2 separate regions of the Ovis aries genome follow, and region 1 is linked to region 2. Evidence: chromatin contacts called from public Hi-C data. All regions are on one chromosome and are shown on one strand. The core of a region is the stretch at or near the end of the contact, and the rest is flanking DNA. Distances in the headings are between cores, read along the strand shown.

Evidence for each region. A called contact is a pair of places that touch in the nucleus more often than the background predicts.
Region 1: a Hi-C map of tail adipose tissue shows a contact between it and region 2, with 2.2 times the contacts expected there. The contact joins the enhancer-like site here to the promoter of COL6A3 in region 2. A contact is called at or near these places in 4 of 16 Hi-C or Micro-C datasets (hypothalamus, muscle, omental adipose tissue and 1 more).

Annotation. Positions count from the first base shown.
Region 1 is chr1:3,955,740-3,963,292 of ARS-UI_Ramb_v3.0, forward strand. No RefSeq gene overlaps it. Among named protein-coding and RNA genes, the nearest start is that of TRNAC-ACA, 85 kb to the right of the region's middle. Within about 2 kb of position 2,507, at least 6 of the 54 cell types and tissues checked have an H3K27ac peak or open chromatin away from gene starts, as enhancers often do. A contact at or near this core is called in tail adipose tissue, where this site is marked.
Region 2 is chr1:3,773,001-3,780,708 of ARS-UI_Ramb_v3.0, forward strand. It overlaps COL6A3 (collagen type VI alpha 3 chain), which reads left to right and starts at 4,922. Exons shown (of 41, transcript XM_060414453.1): 1 at 4,922-5,143.

The DNA.
Region 1 (7,553 bases), core at 1,257-3,756, 180 kb after region 2:
ATCATTGCACTGACCTCACAGCCCCCGGTGATCTTTGTGGTTGGAGGCTGCCATTTGGCCTCAGTCAGGCTTGAATTCCATCATTCCTGTGGACGTGAGGTCAGGGAGTCTATTTCAATGGCAGACCTGCCCTCTCCTTCTTGCTTACTGAGGATGCTATGACAGGGGTCTTCAGGGGAGCTGGTTCTCAGTTCCTTATGTGCCGGCTTTGGGGACCACCTGAAGACAGTCAAGATGAAGGTGAGTGGGCCAACTGTAATAAAACCTGCTTCTGATCCTCGTCTCCCTCGGCCTTTGGATTCCTTACTCCACGCAGTGTTGCGCAAGTTCTGACACCCTGACCTCACTGAATGTAGGTCACCACTCAATCCAAGTTCCAGTCAATGAAAAATGCCAGCTGGTAAAGCCATTCCAGCTGTGAAAGCTAGAACATTAAATCCTGAATCTTTGTACAAGCATTCCTATCTTGGCACACTCAATATGATGCAGTTATATTTCGTCCTGCTTGGTCTGATACCCTTAAAACCTATATTTCTCAGGTTGCTGCCTATACAGATCATTTTTGATACATCATCATTTGGTGCATCATCTCTTCCATTTCCTGAAGACTTTGGGATTATCCCTTGGGTCATGATGGATCTGAGCTGTAGGACTTGAGGCAATGTGGTGTTGAGGATGGTCCTGAGAGGCATAGTCATTCAGACGACTGCTCCAAGTATTATTCTTTAAACAAGGCAAAGGCACCTCCTTGGTCCTGGAGAAAGGTCTAATTTTTCTGGAAGGTCAATGCAAGAGGATTTGGAGGTTCAAGGTTTCCAGATTATCCTATTTACCCAATAGTCCGATCTCATGTCTCAAGACCCCTCCTCCCTTATTCCAAATAAGTGTGTTTTTCTTAACAGAAGCATCCTGTCAAAGTTGCATTGGGAAGGGCAATATAAGGGTGGGATAGTGGGAGGGGCAAGCTATTGGGTGTAAGATGAGCTCCAGGATGTATTATACAACACGGGGAATATGCCTACTATTTTGTAATAATTGTAATGGAGTATAGCCTTTACAAATCGAATTTTTAAGAGTTGCGTTATGAACTTAGTTTGAATTCTGTAACTCACATAGTCAAATTTTGTGACTGAATTTCCATAGCTTTGCCTACACAGCCCACACGGAGATGTTCCAGGTCACCAGGCACTTTGGTAGAGCCACTTCCCTGTGTATATACACTTGTCACGGTGGCATATATAAACAAGTATTTCTTTTAAGTCTATGGGAGAATATTTCTCCTTCTCTGTGTCTGCTTGAGCTGAGTTAAAGCCCTGAGTACATCATTTTCTATTTGAAAGGTGTCTAGCATAGTAAGAAGCAACTACAAACCTCATCTTTGAAAGTTGCAAGTATCTGGAGGATGAGGGGTTTCTTAGAAGATTTGGAAATATATCTTCTGGCCCTTTATAGAGTTGGTGCTGTGCTGTGCTTAGTCACTCAGTCGACTCCATGGACTGCAGCCCACCAGGCTCCTCTGTCCCTGGAGATTCTCCAGGCAAGAATCCTGGAGTGGGTTGCCATGCCCTCTTCCAGGGGATCTTCCCAACTCAGGGATCGAACCCAGGTCTCCCGCATTGCAGGTGGATTCTTTACCATCTGAGCCACCAGGGAAGCCCAAGAATACTGGAGTGGGTAGCCTATTCCTTCTCCAGGGAGCTTCCCGACCCAGGAATCGAACCGGGGTCTCCTGCATTGCCGGTGGATTCTTTACCAGCTGAGCTACCAAGGAGTTGGTAATCCATGGCTTATGCCCAGTTATAATAGGTATCAGGGTGGCCGCTTAAATGGAAAGAGAGCCTCGTCATTCCATGAGCATTATTGTCAAGGTAAAATGAACAGATTTAGCTCGTAAAGAAACAATGCAACTTCTTTAGATCCAGATAGTTTATACCTTACAAAGACAAAAAGCAAAGCATACCACCTCCCCTTGCCCCTTGTCCCACAGGATGATACCAAAACAGTGGGGAGCAGGTGACAACATATGAGTCATGGGGCCCTGTTGCCGAGAGACCTGTTTCGTGCTGCATCCAGGCAGTTACACTGACTGTAGCTGGACCCTAAAGGAGGTGGTTGGGGACAGAGTGTGGACAGGGAGAAGGGAGCCTCATACCTCCTCAGAACACAGGAGGCGATGAGAAACTGCCCCATGAGCGGGGAAGAGCCTGGTAATAGCTCCTCACAAAGCTCCTGTGCTCTCATATTCTGGTTGGATCACAGGAGTTCTGCTAAGGTCCACATTAACTGTGATAGCACTTTGCCCACACAGCCCATGTGGAGACGTGCAAGGCCACCAGGCACCCCCTGCTGGAGCCACTTCCAGGCATTTATTGTTCCATCCATTCCTGCTGACAGCAGAAAGATCATTTGATTTCCAGGCAAGGAACTTCCTCCAGGGACTCCGAGTTCACTGGTTCAGAAGCTCTGAGTACAGCTTGTTCATCTAACACTAGCCAGCAGGGCGGTCAGGAGGGATTATTGACTCTCGCTGTCATCAGGGGCCAGGGCTGCTGATAAGGATCTCTGGAGCCTCAGTGTGGGCTGAAACAACTTCCAGTGCTTTCAGGCCAGCAATGTAAGTAACAGATAATGGCAGCAATCCTGACCTGCAGGAGGCAAGGGAGCCTCACCTCACACCCTTCTGGGGGAGATCTGGGTCGTTTGAGCAGGCAGTCAACTGAGACTGGTCAAAGCAAGTGGTAGCCAAAAGCAAGTGACTTCTGGATAGGGTGATAAAGGTAGGAGGTGATGGACGGGGAAGGTAGGAGGTGAAGGATGGGAAAGGTAGGAGGTGATAAATGGTGTTGGGGCTCTGGGTCAATGGAAGCAGTGGGGCTGTACTTTGTTCCACTAACTGTGGATGCTAAATCTTGAAGACTCATTTCTGGTTGGACTGAATGTGAAGGGCAGGAGAGGAAGCGAAGAGTGCAAGGGGGTTATGAACAGACAGCTCTGGGCTCCTTCCACACCTTCTTGGCCTCACCTAGATCCCAGCTGTGACTGATCGGAAGTCCTGAGAGGGCTCCCATCATGTTTCACAGACAGCTCTGACCTCAAGCATGAGCCCACATCCTTCATGCTCTGCCTTGGGCTCCCACAGAGTTGTGGATGTGGCTGGTCCCCACGTGGCGCACGTGTAAGAGCAGCCTAGAAGGGGGAGCGTAGTCGTGCCCCGGAGGGCACCCGAGGCAGCAGGAAACATAAGTAAGTGTTGTCCATTTTGATCCCGGAGGCAGGGGCAGTGTTTGGACAATTCTAACAGGCATTCTGCATGCTGAGGTCCTGGTAGGATTGAGCACCAGCTGCCACAAAAGAGACCCTCATAATGCACTTTACCTGGACTTCCATTTTCTTCCTCCACATCACGCTTCCTGCTCACTTATATTCTCTGAGAGCACAGCTCATATAGAATTTCTGTGCTTAAGTCCTTGGGTCCGGCTCTGATTTCAGGGCTAGTGCGTTGGAGAGCAAGCCAGGCTGGGTGCTGTCTTTCCCACAGGTGGGCTGACAGGTCAAAAAGGCCAGCCAGGCGATGTGGTCAGATAGGACATGCGCAGTGAGGCAGCCGAGCTTGTGATGCGGGTGGACACTGTGAGAGACAACTTGTGAACCCTTGCTCACTTTGGTCCCATGTGCCCACCTCGGGGCATGAGCTCTCACCCCTCCCAGTCTCTCTCCTGAGCTCTGGAAATGCACTGAAACATCCATCCAGGCACATGTCCAGACTGAAAGTGTCCTCTTCCAAAGTCACATCTCCCTAGGAGCTCCTGATGCTGCTCCATTCATGTTTTTTCAGTCTCATGACGTTGGAGGTCCTTGAGGACTCCTCTTCCTCTCCCCCAACTGGTGATGAGTTCTCCTTCTTAAAGGTCTCTGCAACTTACCCCACTTGCCCCTGTTTCAGTCCAGACCCTCCTCATCTTTCTTGGTGTTTAATAATTATTTCAGAACCAGTGTGTCTGCTTAAGGCACCTACCCTGGCCCCAACTTGTCATAATCACTCTATTATAAAACTGTTTTGTTCTTAATCATCACATCTATCCTTTCCACAAATATTTATTGATTTCCCATCTTCCAGCAGGAATAAAAGAGACCAAATCTAAACTCCTTGGCTTGGTTTCCTGGAATGTTCACAAGCAGACTCAGATTGATTTCTTTGGAATCATTTCAGAACTTCACATTGTCCATCATGGCTACATGTGACATCTAGGCCTTCTCAGCCCACTCTTTAATTCGGATTGTTAACCCGGAGTGAGAGAAGGAAGGCGTTTTCTGAACCACTGCTATTCTCGCTGTTGTTGCTCAGTTGCTAAGTCTTGTCCAACTCTTTGCGACCCCATAGACTGCAGCACGCCAGGCTTCCTGTCCTTCATCATCTCCTGGAGTTCGTTTGAACTCATGTCCATTGAGTTGGTGATGCCACCCAATCAGCTCATCTATTTTCAGATGAAACAAAAGCCTTCAGTTCAGTTCAGTTCAGTCACTCAGTGGCAGCCAAATTTGATAGCCATGGTGGGGGGGGGGGGCGCGGAGAGTAAATCTGGCTAGAATGGAGGGTATCAACTCAAAAGAAGGCTGTGGAAGGAAAGCTGAGTGAGCTGTCCCATGGCTTTCTAGAACACTCTGTCTGATGACAGCACTCTGGCAGGCAAGGAGGCTTCCTCACCTCCCTGAGGAAGGCAGCGGCTCTGGGCTATCAAAATGCTCAGGCAAGGCATCACTGTGGAATACCCACATCTCAATTTTCACTCAATCTGTTCACTTCTGTGGGATCTGGACCCTGGATCATGGTGTAGTCTGTAGGATCTGGACTATCCCAGGCTGCCCAGCATCTTGTTTGTCTCCCAGGGTCCAGACTCTGGCCACCCTGGGTCCTGACTATATTCTTCATGTGGGTGAGACTTTGGATCTTTGTTCATGTTCCCCAAGTACCTGGCCACACAGCCTTCTCACTCTTCTTGCTCCAGAGTTTCCCAGCTTATGGGGTGAGAATCTGGATGAGCCAACCCTACAGTGGGGCCAGAAAAGACAGGCTTGGGGTCAAGTAGGAAATGAGTGGGGTCACTGGTGAGAGGAGGAGCATCTTCCCTGCTGAGACAGCATGTGCAGAGGAAAAGCTGTAGGCTGGGGTGGGGGGCGGGGGCGGGGTTGGCTGGTGGACAGGCGCAGCCAGGAGGAGACAGCAAGAGGACATCAGTCAAGTTGGTAAGAGTCAAGACTAGGGGCGACTCAGGAGCAGATTCCATGGCCAAAGTCAGAGCTGGAAGCCACGTGGTCTTGGCCGGGACACCTTATAATCCCTGACTGTCAGATGATCTAGGTGTTATCCACGAGACTGCAGCATTTCTGGAGCAGGCAGAGCAGCCACTGAGGGGGCAGAAGCTTGAGTCTTGTGGTGACCTGGTAGTAATGAGCCAAGTAACTTCCCTCCTCCAGACGCTAGGTCCTCTGGGGTCCTGTGGTCAGCAGCTGTTGCTTGATCATCTACTTTGCGGCTTGCCTTTGGGGCACCACCTCTTCCGCACAGGACTCCGTTCATCCCATTGTGCACACCCAGCTGAGAAGGTCAGTGATCTCCTACCGTCTGGATGATAGGAACTCCCTGATTCCCCTTCGAAGTCTGCTTTTCCAGCTTTTTTCCTATTTCTATGAGCCACCCCATATTGGTCTAATAAATTTCTTTTTGCGTGGGGTAGAGTCAATTTCTGTTGCTTATAGTCAAAGAATCCAAAATGATGCAGGCCCTGTCACCTTGGATCCTCTGTGGTCTCAAGCATCAGTGCGTCATGAGTTTGAAGCAGGGACTGTGCCTCAGAGAGGCTCTTCACCTGGGAGATGCTGCTGGAGGTGGAGGCTTGACTCTGTGGCACTCTTCTTCCCATGGGTCCCATCCCAAACCTCACCCAGGTGTCCACTGCTGCTAGTTCACTCTGCTTTGGGGCCCTTGGAGGAGCTCTGTACTCTTTAGAGCAGTGGTTTCAAGGCTCTGAATCCAGTGCTGGAAGCTCTGGGGTTATCTCAGGAGAGGTGCTGAGGGACTGATTAAATCTCCACACCTCTCTGCCACCTAATCAGAAATGTTCCTCCTTTATCTGCTTCCTATGTTTTCTGCAAAATATTTATTAGAAATGCTGCATTTCCTTGTTTTCCAGGTGGCTCAGTGGTGAAAGAATCTGCCTGCCAATGCAGGAGACTTGGGTTTGATCCCTGGGCTGGGAAGATCCCCTGAAGGCGAAAGTGGCAACCCACTCCCGTACCCTTGCTGGTATACATGGATAGAGGCGCCTGGTGGGCTACAGTCCATGGGGTCTCGAAGAGTCAGACATGACTGAGCAACTGAACACACACACACATTTACTTACTGCTTTTATGGACTCAACTCTTGAGAGTTTTCCAAGATGGAAACTCACTGAAAATCTGGTCCTACTTTGTCCTGATCACTGACTCTTCCTGGTGATGACTCTCCACTGCAAAAATGCATGTAGGCACGGAAGCTATTTTCCAAAGAATCTAAGCTGAAAGTTCAGTTGAACTGACTCTGTACCACCATGGTGTTTAAGCATGACTCAACTAACGGATAAAGCTGATGACGTCGAAAAACGTATAAGACTATTGCCAAGGGTGCCAGTGAAAAGGAATCCCTTCTGGAAGGACACTCAGAGCAAGCTTGGGACCTGTCCCCAGGGCTGCTGAGCACTGTGTGTGACCCCGAACAGCTTGGTTGAGTGCCCTCTCTCCCACCAATGGCAGCAACACAGCCCTAATCACGGTGGCTGCAGCAGAAAGGCAGCCACCTTTCTGCTGAGTGGGCAGCGTTCTGGAGCAGCCAAGGTGAGGTTTGGGCAGGGACGGATGGAGAACAGGCATTTCAGGCACGTTGAGGCCAAGATGACAGAGGATCTCAGTGCTTGATCAGAGAAAGGGAGGTGGGTGGAGAGGCTGATCTGGAAATGTTGATGCCAGTGATGGGTGAGAGGAGAACAAGTGAACCATTTAGGACCAACAGACTAAAAGAGTGAAAGAGAACAGTTAGCCAAAGTTTTCAGGAGTGGATAGCTAAAGATGCTGATGTCGGCAAGTATGGGGAGGGGCTCCTAAATAGTATCTGCAGATACCACAAATAATAGACATCATTTTTCTACTTGTTCCAGACTGTGTGTGGTTGTCACCTTACCTGAATTATCTTATTCTTGTAAAAAAAAATAACAGCTACCAGACACACAAGATACAGGTGGTGTTAGTCGTATTTACTGATTTATTTATTTATTTATTTATTTTATTTTTTAAATTTTAAAATCTTTAATTCTTACATGCGTTCCCAAACATGAACCCCCCTCCCACCTCCCTCCCCATAACATCTCTCTGGGTCATCCCCATGCACCAGCCCCAAGCATGCTGTATCCTGCGTCAGACATAGACTGGCGATTCAATTCTTACAGGATAGTATACATGTTAGAATGCCATTTATTTATTTTTAAAAGAACCTGGAAATGTTCAGGGACTTGCCCAAGGTA
Region 2 (7,708 bases), core at 3,672-6,171:
ACTCTGTTAGTGCTATCGGTGCCTGTTATGGGATGCTGGTTGCTATGGCAACCAACAGGGGATGGGCGTGGTAGTAGAGAACTGATCCAAGGGGATTACTGAGGACACCAAATGGAAAAGGGCTTAACTCACATGCACTTACAGAAGCTCATTCCTGTGAGCTGGTTGTGAATCATCCGACCCCTTGCTCCCAAGGCGTCTGTCAGGGTTATTTCTTAAGATTCTCATGAGCTCCCTGGGGCTCCATGTCAACTGTGATGCCAGTTACAATTTCAGGGTCACGCGAGTGGTGTTAGGTACATTCTCCTCCCCCTCAGCATGGACTTAAATGAAAAGGAAGAGACGGCATTGGAGGAGAAGGCATTTCACATTTCTTCTAAAAATGAAATTGAAATCCATTTAAGTGTAGACTTCCACATGTATGGCTGAGACAGAGCAATTCATTGGAAGAGCTTGTGTCCCTGTGGGCCGACTCTGTGTGTTCGCTAGTGCAGTGAAGTCTGCAAGGGGCAGAGAGGCTTTATCAGAAAGAAGCGCCAAGAGAGAAGTGCAAGACAAACAACAGAGCCCGCATTCAAGGGAAGAGACTCACAGGCTGAGAGGCCACTGGGTACAGGAAACTCTGTGCGTCACGGAGCCAGAGGCTGACGGCACACGTGTTACATCTACAGTCCCGTTTGGGCACAGCGCTATTCCCTTTTTGTTCAGTCATATAAAATACATAAGCACAGGCTGCTGGAACTGCAGGAAGCTTCAGAGCTGATGTAATAATCTGTACCAGTCGGGGTTTCAGTCAGGAAACAGAAACCTCTCTCCTTACTGTGAGCAGAAAGGGATCCATCACGGGGAATGACCAGGAGGGGTCAGCAGCATGAGCCGGGGCGGGGCCTCCGGGAGTAATTCCCAGGGCCGCCCGGCATCGCCTTCTGCTTCATTCTGGGAGGTGGGGAAGCGGGGTGCTGCACTTCGGAGCCCGGGTTTAGGATCATGGCTTCGATCCAGGGTTACGGGAAGGAAGACGGGGCGGGGCAGTCCGCAGCCTACTCCACTCCATGCTGGGCTTTGGGGTCTGGCTGTTGCTACTGCCTTCACAGTATGGGGGCCTGTGTCCCTCACTTGTGTCTGACTCTGTGACCACAGGGACTAAATACAGCCCTCCAGGCCCCTCTGTCCATGGGATTTTCCTGGCAAGAATACTGGAGTGGGTTGCCGTCCCCTTCTCCAGGGGACCGCTCTGCCCCAGGGATCGAACCTGGGTCTCCTGCACTGCAGGCAGAGTCTTTACCACTGAGCCGTCAGGGAGCCTGCTGCCTTTACCGCCTCCCTGTAACTCCCCCTCGGCACCCAGGAAGCTGGGGTCTCCCTTAGACCCACCACACCCACCCCAACGCCTCCCGAAGAGGCAGCTTCCAGCAGCTGGGGTAATCCTCCAAGGAGGGAGCTGCGGCTAGGGCAGCTGTCCTGGCCTGGGAAGGGGTCTGGGAGGGGCTAGAGCCCCATTCTGTACTGGCCGCCAGGGAAAAGACCAGCCTAAGGAGCAGAGAAATCACCACCACCTCCCAACCCACCCCCACACCCTGTCCCCAGTATCACTCCAGTGCATCCTCACCTGGAGCTCTAGCTACAGTGGAGCCTGGGAAAGAGGGGTCACAAGTTTCTAACTTGTGCAGAAGGAGAAGGGAGGAGGTACCAGTGTGGGTTCAACACAGCAGTTACGGGGAAACCAGACTGTGAGATTCGGTGACTTCTGAGTTCCCTTGAGGGGCTGCCAGGCCCAGACCCAGGACCGTCGATGTTGCAGTCAGAGCTGACTTCTGGGATGGTTTTGTCTTGGAACCAGGTGGCAGGAGGAACTGGTCATTTCACCAAGAATCCCGGATCCCAGTGATTCAGTGAAAAACCCATGGGAGCCACAGTGCTCTCTATTGAGTGCCTGGGAGGATGTGGGAGGGTTTCCACCAAAGGCTGCCAGCTTCCAGAAGTTTCTGTGACCACGGGCTCTGTTGGCAAGAGTCTAGATTGTCAGTGATTAGTTACAGTTAAATATTACGGAGACCTGGTTCTGATTAAGCAAGGGTTTTAGTTTCTTTACCCTGGAGTAGGAAATGGCAACCCGCTCCAGTACTCTTGCCTTGAAAATCCCATAGACGGAGGAGCTTGGTGCAGGCTACTATCCATGGGGTCACAAAGAGTCGGGCATGACTGAGCGACTTCACTTCAGTTTCTTTAATGCTTGTTCTAAATGATGCATTGCCATTGCTGTTTAAATAATGTTGATAGTCATTCTTAATACCAAGGAATGTATATTCTCTGTGATTTTGAAAAGAAATAGCTGTATTGGTATTTGAAAAAAGGAACCGCTGAATAGAGATACAGAGGCCACACCTGTTCTGTGAACCTCTCTGGGTGGTGCTGCTTGGGACAGAAAGTGGTGAGCGAATGTTCCCTCATCTGCAGCCTGTGATGTGCCTCGAAGAGGTGGCTCCAGCAGACCCAGCCAGTGAAGTGGCAGCGCGTGTCCTGGCATGGGTATACGAGTCCATGCCAGCCCCTCGGAGTGGGGACGCTGCTGGGACATGTGCTTTCCTGTGTGGGAACCCTGACTGCCCACACGTGACGTGGGCCGTGCTGCTCCTGCTCAGAGCCCCTGTTCATTTCTTCTTCCCCTGCAGGAGACGGGCAGGGAGGCACCTCAGTCCAGCTCTTCATCCCCATCCTGACATTCTTCCAGCCGAGCCCCCGGGGTGTAGAGAAGGGGTGAGCCTTCTGGCGGGTGAGTAAGGGGGGCCCCTGAGCTGCAGGGGGACAGTGGGGACCGTCTCTCCTGCACCATCTTCCCTTCCTCCCTAAATGCAGGAAATCGTCTGGAAAGGAGTTAATGATACCTTGACTCCCCAAACTTGCTCTGGAAGGATCTCCAAGTGAAAAGTATCCTTCAGATGTCTCGCTTTCTCTTTTTACAAGATTTTTTATTGAGGTATGATTTAAAAAGCTGTGTTAGTTTCAAGTGTAGAGCAAAGTGGATCTGATATATATATACATATACATATAGCCACTCCTCTTTTTTTTTTTTTTAAGGAAAAGAGTTCTTTAAAAATTTTTTTAATTGGAGGATAATTGCTTTACAATATTGTGTTGGTTTCTGCCATGCACCAACATGAATCAGCCTTAGGTATACATATGTCCCCTCGCTCTTGAAGCTGCCTCCCCATCCCGCCCCTCTAGGTTTGAGCTCCCTGAGTCAGACAGCGAATTCCCGTTGGCTGTCTATTTTACATATGGTAACATGTCTGTTTCCAAGCTACTCTCTCAAATATCCCACCCTCTCCCTCCCCCACAGGGTCCAAAAGTCTGTTCTTCATGTCTGCGTCTCCTTCGCTGCCCTGCGAGTACCATCCTTAGCGCCGTCTTTCTAGACTCCACACATATGAATTAATATACATTATTTGCTTTTCTCTTCCTGATTTACTTCACTGTGTGTGAAAGGCTGTAGGTTCATCCACCGCATTAGAACCGACTCACGTGCGCTCCTTCATACAGTCAGGTAACACTCCGCTGTGTGTGCTCCACATCTTTCTCCTCGGTTGATGGGCATCTAGGTGGCTTCCATGTTCCAGCTATAAATAGTGCTGCGACTAGAGGGCAGAGGTGTCCTTTTCAATTATGCTTTTCTCAAGCGTTATGCCCTGTAGTGGGATTGCTGGGTCGCATGGTAGTCTTATTCTTAGTTTTTTAAAGGAATCTCCATACTGTTCTCCAGAGTCGATGTATCAATTTGCATTCCCACCAACTGTGCAAGAGGGCTCCCTTCACTCTTTTTTTTAGATTCTTTTCCCATGTAGATCATTACAGAGTATTGGGAAGAGATCCCTCTGCTATGCAGTAGGTCCTTATTCTCTGTTTTGTATATAATCACGTGTGTATGACAGTCCCAACTTATCGCCTCCACCTCCACTCCCTGGTAACAGTAAATTTGTTTCTGCAGATGTCTCTTGATATTTCACATGACTTTTCAGCAGGGTCACGTGATGGGTGGGCAGTGAGAAGTTTAAGGCGTCCACAGCCAGAATTCTGATCTGAGCTCTGCTACAAAGCCAGGTTCTTCCCATCTGTCAAATGGGACCATAATCTCACTTAAGAAAACATGACCTGTATCTATTTCAAAGGCGGAGAGAGATAACACATATCAAAGCACTGTGAACTGTACCAGCTTTGCAGAAACACAAGTTCTTTCTCAAGGGTCTTCCTGTAAATCTGAGCATGATAACCCTTCTTGTTCCCCTTGTGTGTGTCCTGGAGTTGGGACCTTTCGCTTCACAATCGGAATCATTATACACAGAATGACCAAAGGAAAAAAAAAAGGATGTAGCCTTTTTTTCTTGCCTTTTCACCGGCAAACAGAGCTTTGGTTAGCCGAACGCCAAGGCGATTTTAATGGCTGGTTTTTTAATATCTGAAAGGGGAGGTTATTAGGAGAAGTCTCAATTCAGAAACTTCAAGAAGTGGGAGGGTGTGGTAAGGGTGGACGGGGGAGACTGCATTTCCTGTTTTCCTTTCAGATGGTGTTGGGAAACACTGCTGGAAAACCATGGAGACCCATGAAAAAAATTCCAGAATTCATTCTCCTTGTGGCCGCCGGGGGCCCAGCCCCAAAGGTGATGAGTAGAAGGGGTGGGTTTTTTTTTTTTTCAAGAGTTGGGGTTTGCAGGCGTCCAGCTCTGGGCTGGTGGGGTGAAGACAGCCTTCTGAGGTGACATCAGCTCGTGGTCCAGGCCAGAAGCGACAGAGCAGGAGTCTGGTTTTCATTTACAGTGTTGGGGCAGGCCCGCTGGGGAGGGGGAGAGGAGGGGGCGGAGGAGGGAGGAGGAGGAGCTGGAGGGAGCCTTGACTGTATCCCTGGACCCCGTCCAGTTTGCAGCTCAGTCCTCCACCAAAGGCCGCTCAGTTCTCCCGCGCGCCAGCCTCCTGCGAAGACCACGAGAGCAGCTTTCCGCCCGCCCAGGGTCCCCTCTCCCCGCCCGGGGTCCCCCCTCTCCTGCAGAAGGGAAAGGAGACGCAGCCCGTGGGGGAAAACCATGCGTCAGAATCGCACATAATTGAATATCGAAGCCCAGGGACGCAGGCTTCTCCAGGTTTGCTCAGGGTAAGTGCCCCTTCGCCCCTGTTCCCCCGGTTTCGGGTTTGTGGCCAGAGGGAAGGGCTTCAAACCCCGCTGACCGCGTCTCGATGGCTCTCAGGTTTTTGCCCTGAGAGTCCCTTTTCAGTAGGAGCTGTGGTCTCTGGAAGCTCCAGCTGATTTTTTCTTTCCCCGTGTGTGCCACCTGGGTCTCCCCTGGCGGGGCTGAGGGCTGGAGCTCCCGAGTCCTGCAGTGCGGTCTATTCTGTCCATCCTTCCCTGCTTTTTGGGCTCATGGTTTATTTTATTTGACGTTGCCTCCTCCTTCGAAAGCTCAGCTGGAATCTGAGAATCGGCTTTGTTTGCAGAAGTGCCTGTGCAGGGATCCCAGAGCCACTTTGGAGAGACTCTCTCCGAGGTGGCCGGTGTGGGGGGGCTGGCTGAGCGCCTCTGTTGCCCACCGGGAGACGGGGGTGACTTTGCTGTCCGGGCAAGGGGCAGGTGGAGGCTCCTCAGCTCTCACCATCAGGGCTCCATCTTTTCAGGAATCTGAAGTCACTGCTGGTGCCTTGGTCCCCTCTGGGGTTGCCTAAAGGAGCTGCCAGGGTCAGAGAAGGAGAAGGAATTTGGTGTTTGGGCAGCAGGCCTGGTGGATAAGGCAGGGCCCCTGGGGCCACGAGCCGGCCTGCATTGCCCAGATGTGTGGCGCGTGCCAAGCCTGGAGGCCCTGGGGCTTGTTCCCCGGCTGGGAGGGTGGGGCCCCGGTCCTCTCGCCCAGGATGGAAAGTGTTCCCTGATAGTCACAAGTCTGCTCTGGGGACCTGTGTCAGGGGCTACTGTGTGCGGTGGGCTCCCTGAGAGGGCCCAGCGGAGCCCTGGGGGCTGTAAACCGAGATTGGCATTTCACAGCCAGCCCGAGGAGCGAGGAGCGAGGAGCGAGTTGAGAGGCTGGTCTGGACCCCAAGAACAAACTGCTCTGGACGCAGGGGAGTGTCCTCCACCCAGTGGGGACTCGGCGGAGCTGGCCCTTGCCAGCCGCTTCTCTTGCTGAACAGTTAACTCTGCACGAGAACCACTGGGTCCCATAGCTACAAGGGTGCTCGGACCCCAAAGGGAGAGACAGTTCTCACTCAGGGATCCCCCATCTCTGTGACTTTATAAAACTGAACAGAAATGACTTTAAAATCAGGTTGTGTGTGTGTGGTTTTTTTTTTTTTTTGGTTCCTAAGCAAAATGTTATTGAAAACCAGCTGGTTGTTGGGTGCTATTGGAACTCCTGAGCTCTTTGGCTGGGCTAAAGAGAAAGGAAGAGACTCTTGGTGGGAGTGCTGAGGTGCGGCTCCCTGGCTTTAAAGATGCTCCTGGGCTCTGAGATACTCAGTTACTTGCAGAGGCCGTGGCACCAGTAGGCGGCTCAGAAGGCAGTCCAGTCTTTACCATTTCAGGGAGGCAGACGGCCCAACCGTGGAGGCCCCCTTACTAGCTTGCATCGCGATTTGAAATGTGCCATTTGATTCTGTTCTCCCAGGAGAGAATGCCCTCCTGTCATATTCTATGAAAAGTGATGGCGGAACTGGTGTATGCTCCCCAGGGTTCTCCCAGCTAACAGGGAGAGGAGTGCCAGGCGAGAGAGCTGATCCCCAGAACAGACCTGGGTTTGCAACCAGAGCAGCTGGGCTGGCTTCCCGCATTCAGGCCACCTCTGGGGATGGGGCCCAGAGGGATGGGACCTGCATGCTGCCCTATTCCTGCGTGGACTTTGCTGAGGGTGAAGGCAGAGGGGTGGGAAGGTGAGGGGTGTTTGTAGGAATTCAAGATCTAGGAATGATCACATGGTCTCGAGCTCTTCTTTGTTGAGGCCAAGGTTTTCCATTACCAGAAGGTGTATTATTATTATTATTTTTCTCTCTCCACTCATGGCAGTGAGAAAATCATTAAGAAGATCCTGGGTGGAGAGGAGGCTTGGGGAAGAGTCTCATCACAGGGTGGTGAGGGTGGCTCTTCTTTTTCCAGTGGGGGAAATGGAGGGTGTGGCCACGCCCACCTTCCTGGGAGGTGGCCGGGGAAGCCTCTAGAATGTTAGCCCTTGGCCCCCGGCTCTTCCAGCACTTGGGAGGGTGTGTGCCCCACCCCACCATGCTTGTGGCCCTTAGTGGGTGAGATATATGGTGAATATCCAAACTGGGGGTCTTAAGGATGCTTTTGATGCCAGATAAGCATCTTTCTGAATAGGAATTGTTCTTATTTCTGCACCTCCCTTCGTTTTCAAAGTGTTGAGGATTCACTGCTTCTCATTCGCTCATCATAAGTGCCATCTGTGATTTTGTACCTTAGAACCTAATACATCACTGATGATAAAGTAGAAAGAAACTCCTCTATTCAACGGACAATTGATGGTGGGTTTGTGGCTCCAAGGAGGCTCCCCATCTGATTTTGATTTTAAAGCCAGCTTGAAATCAGACCTCCTGCCTTTTGAAAGTTAGCAGAGTTTCGCCCGGGAGGCTTCATCCATGCCCTCGCTCAACTGGTTAAAGTGATCTTTGTCATTATCCAGTTTTATGTGAAATTCCACATTTAGGATTTAAAATCCAC